Linked DNA regions of Xenopus laevis: region 2 is linked to region 1. The links are chromatin contacts, called in public Hi-C maps. All regions are on one chromosome and are shown on one strand. The core of a region is the stretch at or near the end of the contact, and the rest is flanking DNA. Distances in the headings are between cores, read along the strand shown.

The links. Hi-C and Micro-C count contacts between places; a contact is called where the count stands out from the background.
Region 2: a contact with region 1 is called in a Hi-C map of the XL177 cell line, with 3 times the contacts expected there. The contact joins two enhancer-like sites. A contact is called at or near these places in 2 of 4 Hi-C or Micro-C datasets (the XL177 cell line and animal cap).

The regions. Positions count from the first base shown.
Region 1 is chr4L:17,270,338-17,273,060 of Xenopus_laevis_v10.1, reverse strand. It overlaps dagla.L (diacylglycerol lipase-alpha), which reads left to right. Exons shown (of 20, transcript XM_018257494.2): 20 at 1-1,223. Among protein-coding and RNA genes, the nearest start is that of myrf.L, 25 kb to the right of the region's middle. Within about 2 kb of position 1,335, at least 1 of the 7 cell types and tissues checked has an H3K27ac peak or open chromatin away from gene starts, as enhancers often do.
Region 2 is chr4L:17,308,716-17,311,438 of Xenopus_laevis_v10.1, reverse strand. No RefSeq gene overlaps it. Among protein-coding and RNA genes, the nearest start is that of dagla.L, 7.3 kb to the right of the region's middle. Within about 2 kb of position 1,403, at least 1 of the 7 cell types and tissues checked has an H3K27ac peak or open chromatin away from gene starts, as enhancers often do.

The DNA of each region.
Region 1 (2,723 bases), core at 86-2,585:
GGATTTCCCCAATCAGAATGAGTATTCTCTCAACTGAAGCATGCCTTTCTCTCTGCCATGTTGGTTGGGTGCTGCTTTTAAAGTGAAAGATAAGGCTTCCCTGTAGACATGAGCCCTAATGTATAGATGTGCTCCCACAATTATTTAAGTGACAACAATTCCACCCTGTCACACCCATGCACTCTTGGTGGTCGCACATACAGACTCATAGAAGGTACACACATCTATATTTAGTATGAAGGTCTTGTAAAACCATAGTAGAATCTATAGCACGTGTGAGGGATTATTGTCAGTATAACCCCAAGTATTTGGCCATCCCTACTGCTCATGATGCTCTCCCACAAAAGCAGCAGCCACCTATAGAAAGTGCCAAAGTATGCCATGTTTTATGGAGTAGCACCCAGTGTTTGTGCTTGTGATGGCAGTGGGGAGGGGTAACCATGTGGCTTAAAATGAGTTATACAGTATTTGTATTTTGGTTCCAGGGCAGCCTGCTGAGGGCTTGGTATTTGATACCCCTAATGTATTTAAAGTCCAGTGATTGGCCAGCTCTTTTGGAGCACTGGCTTTATTGGGTATTAGAAGATTGTTGCCATGTTAATTTAAAAGTTGTATTGCTCTAAAGCTGGAATCTAGATCTAGAGAGCCATCTACTGTTCCCTTCCAGCAGCATTATTAGTTTTGAGGCCACTGGAGAGCAACATGTTGCTCACGAGCTACTGGTTGGGGATCACTGGCCTATACTATGACCATGCTCCATTTCTGTATGAAGGAACAGGGGTGAGACGGAGGGGGGGAATAGATGAGTGGATCTACAATGAATAATGAAGGTGAGGAAAAATAGTTTGGAGAGTAGGCCTAGGTCTTCTAGTGGACCCCTGGCACCCCAGTCTTACATTAGCTTGCTGCAGTTCTTCAGCGTGCCCTTCTCATCACCCATGGTTTCCTTCATTGGCCTTATTTAATAACATTTCATGCCTTTAACCGCCACTCCCTTTATTTTTTCTTCCTTTTGACTGCTTTTTGCTCTGCACTTTAATTTTTCTCCACATTTTCCACGTGTCTTGTAGTTATTTCCCCATCCCTTATGTCTTTCATTTCACAGGGTCTTCTTCTTTTCCTCCTTTAGCTCAGGAGTTCTTTGCACATCTGAGGCTACTGTTGTCCATGTGGATGAAGAGGCTTGTCCTACATTGTGTTGGAAGTTTTGTTTGGGGTGGTGTACAATATTAAAAGAGCAGAGTGTCCATTAATAAAACAGACCCCCCCCCCTTCCCCCAGGAGCTGACACTTTCCAGTCCTGTTGTATTGAATAGATGACAGTTGACTAGTCTGACCAACCGGGTTCTGTGTTAAAATTGTAGGACACTCACGGGGAACATAGTAGTGTGCATGGGGCCTTAATGTTGTCTTATGAATCCTTTGTAGTCTAGTGTGCTATTTCTGGTAGGGCAGGGACATGCCAATGTGGGGGCAAATAGCTGATAAGTGCTATTTCTTTTTTTATTTAAAGCCAAGTGGAAGGTAGGGATTAGTCAAAGATTTGACAAGGCCATTTTATATTTTGTACCGTGCCGGAATTCCTTATTTATTTGTCCAGCAGCTGTTTTTGTGATGCCTCAGCTGCTCCTGTTACTCGTTTGTCTCTATTCTGTGTCACTGCTATAGATTAACCTCCCCAATGCCAACCCCCCCCCCCTCGAGGCTTAGCGGGGTGGTTGTTTCTAAACACTGGACTTTTTCTTTGCACAATGTAAATTTCACAGGGGAACGTCCTCAGATGGGAAAGGGGGGTTGTTGCAGATGCACGTTTCACTCATTCCGCCAATAACCACTATCTACGATTTCCCCCCTAACCCTGACTTGCTTTCAAATGCAGCCAAGTGTGCTGCACAGCCATGGAACGGGTGCTCGTGGCAGCATTAAAGGAGAAGGAAAGTTACAGAAGCAGTTCAATGCCAATAGATTAGCCACAATACTGCAAGCTATAACACTATATTTATTCTGCAGAATTCTGCAGTAAACAGCTCTAGAAGCTCTCTGTTTGTTTAGGATAGCAGCTGCCATATTAGCTTGGTGTGACATCATTTTCTTCCTGAGTCTCTCCCTGCTCACTCATAGCTCTGGGCTCAGATTAAGACAGGGAGGGGATGAGGGAGGGGGAGAAGAGCAAACTGAGCATGCTCAAACCCTAGCCCTGGAAGTTTATGGTGAAAACAAGAAGTCTGATAGAGAAGCCCATGAGTACACAATAGAAGGAAAGAAATTCTGTGTTTCTTTTGACAGAAGATTCCGAGCAGCATTACTTTGAGGGTTTACTAGTGTATTTATATAGACCTTTCTGATAAGGCTTACTTAATTTTAGTCTTTCCTTCTCCTTTAACTCTGTGTCCTGGTGATGCCTTCCTTCTGCCATGAAATGGACTTATACTTGTGGCAAGGTTGGCATGGGTGCAGTTGACCTTTCCCTGACATTTCCTGTTATCTGCAGATTTCATATATATATTTATATAATGTGTGTATTTGTGATGCTGTTAATGAGATATCTGAAGTTGTTAGCTGGTACATATACAGGTATAGGACCTGTTATCCAGAATGCTCAGGACCTGGGGGTTTTTCAGATAATGGATATTTCTGTAACTTGGATCTTCATACCTTAAGTCTACTAGAAAATCATGTAAATATTAAATAAACCCAATAGGCTGGTTTTGCTTCCAATAAGG
Region 2 (2,723 bases), core at 154-2,653, 38 kb before region 1:
TTTGATTGATTTCCTTATTTCTGTTTCTTGAATAACAAGAAATTAACTGCACTTCATAATAACTAAGCCACGGCAAGGTGAGTGATCTTGGTATTTAATTGGTTTTCATTTGGCCAGATTAATGTTCGAGTTTCACAAGGCTAAAAACCGAATAGAAAGTTGAGACCCGAACAGGCCTTAAAACTGAACTGTCGGGTGTTGTGTGTGTATAAATATATATATTTGTGTGTGTGTGTCTGTGACAGTAAGGAGTTTATTTATTAAAGGTTAAGTTTTGTTTTCTCTAAAAATTCACGTTTTATTCATACATATTTTTTCGAGATTTATTACAAATTCTTGTAAAAGTCAATGGCAGGGCAAAACTACATGATATTTTCAACACTTTCACTTTTTGGTGTTACTGATCCTTTAAGACATTGGCATTTTGTCCTGAGACAGTTATTCGTGGGCATTTCACCACACAACCCCTGCATTCTTAAATACAAACCACAAACATTCGGCTGATGGAGGCCTGGAGATTGTGACGGCAGACAAGAAAACATTGATTTTTTTGTCTACAGTTAATTATCTCTTTTTTTCAGTTTTTGCCTTGTAACTACATTAAACCTACATGTCCTTGTATACATTGAAATGAAATTTTCCTATTACAAGGAGGACACTGGAATGCAGATATGCAAATATAATCTGTCAAAGATATTAGTGTGTTCAGGCAGGGGTTAGTGAACTTGTCTTTTCTTTGCCCTATTGAATGCTGGTGGAGACAACACTAAAGCTCATTATTTCCAACAGACCTTGCTGTTATGGGCTACAGACACAGGATCCTTGTTCTCAGTGAGTAATTCAATTGATCCAAACAGGTAAACCATTCCCATTGCATCCAGCCCTTTGGATCCCCATGAGGCCCACCAGGAGGTCCACAGTACAGTTGCAGGGTTACAACTAGGATGTAGCAAGGGGGTCCTGCAAAACTATTGTGTCTGTACACCTTTAAAATTATACAGATAACAGGTTGTGTATAGCTGCTATATCCATTGTTCTACAGCTACAGAGAAACCTCAATTTTGCATACCTTGATTCTAAGTTTAGCTGCATTTTACAGCATTTTTCTGTGGTCCCACAAATAAATAATGCTCCTCAAATCAATATCTGTAGCCAGTATCAGACTGGGGTTTCGGAGTCCACCACAGTTGCTGCCTCAGGGGCCGCACACAGTGTCTGACTGGTGGGTTGGAGGCCCACCAGGGCTTCCACCACAGGGGCTCCCACCCCCCTCCAGTCCCCCATGCATAAGTGTATTGTAGTTGCAGCACGATCAGGGATAGTGGGGGGGAGGAGATCAGGGGGCAGCGTGGGCTAAAAACAGGTGTGGGTCTGGGCTACCGGGGCCCACCGGGTTTTTTCCCGTGTCCCACCGGCCCAGTCCGACTCTGCCCACACACACCCCTGCCCCAACCCCTCCTCCGACTCTGGCCCCCCAGCTGCAACCCCTCTCCAACTTTTGGCCCCCTGCCCCAGCCACAACCCCCCTCATGTACCTTATTTTATCTTTCAGATCTCTGTTCAGATCACATGCACACTAGGGTGAGTTTTTATCATTTGTTGGGCCACCAGTCCTTAAGGGCTGACAAAAAGTTTTATTATTAGTTCTGTCTTTATGGTTGCTGAACTATAGCACCCATCATGTTTTTATCCTTTAATATGCAGAGGAATGCTGGGAAGTTTAGTTCGGCAAGATTTAAGTTGTGCAACAGTACTGTGGAAGGTCGTTGTGCTGTTTAATGTATAGAAACTTGTTCACATTATCTGTGGTCATCTTTGTGTCCAATAGAGGGAACTGTAAATCTGCAAGAAGTTCATATGCAACGGGTCAGTTCTTACTACTGATAACTCAGCTACTGTATGATTGTGATAAAACTTCAGTCTAAAGCCGCAGGAGAAACATTTCAGCTTTGTGGGGTGCAATTGTCCTTATCTCAGCCTGCAGCTTTTCCATAGAGCCAGTCACTTGTAGCAGCACAGAGTAGGGACAAACTGAACAGGGTCAGTCATCCAAGCTACATAAATAAGGACCGGGGCACAATACCCTCTCTGTTGCGAGAGAAGAAGGCAAACATTGTAAGTGGAGGGAAGGGGTTAGATTTCTCTTGTTGTCTTCGAAATCCATGCGCCGCAGTTCAAGAAGGTACTTTGGTGCCAAATAGTTCTTATTTTATTTATTTGCTTCCACCTCTGACAGGGAAGGAGAAAGAGTTACTAAAGGGAGTTGTATTGTTGGTTCTGAGTCCAGAAATCATATGTATTACAATAAGGGCCCAGTGATCACTTCTTCATGTTAGTGTATTCAAAACAGTATCCCTAGGAAGGGCCTCCACATTTTCAGGTTTTTCAAGCAATGCCTTACAAATATCCCATAATATCCAGCTGTGATAATGTAATTCCTTCTACGTCCGGTCCAAGACAGTTAGCTTTGGGTGCTATTTGGGCTTTCCTTGACTAAGCTTCAGCTTTGAGCAGAATTGGGCATCTCACAAGCTCCATACGATCCAAGGGCAAGACCTGAACAGAGATTGAATAGGCCACAGTGCTATTAAGAACTGACTGAGGGCCATTTATGAAGCAGACAAGCGCACCATTCATCCGTCTTTATGGTAGGGTCAAGGGTGAATGCCACTTTACAGGGCCTCTGGTACCGGAGACATGCCAGACAACAACATAACGCACTA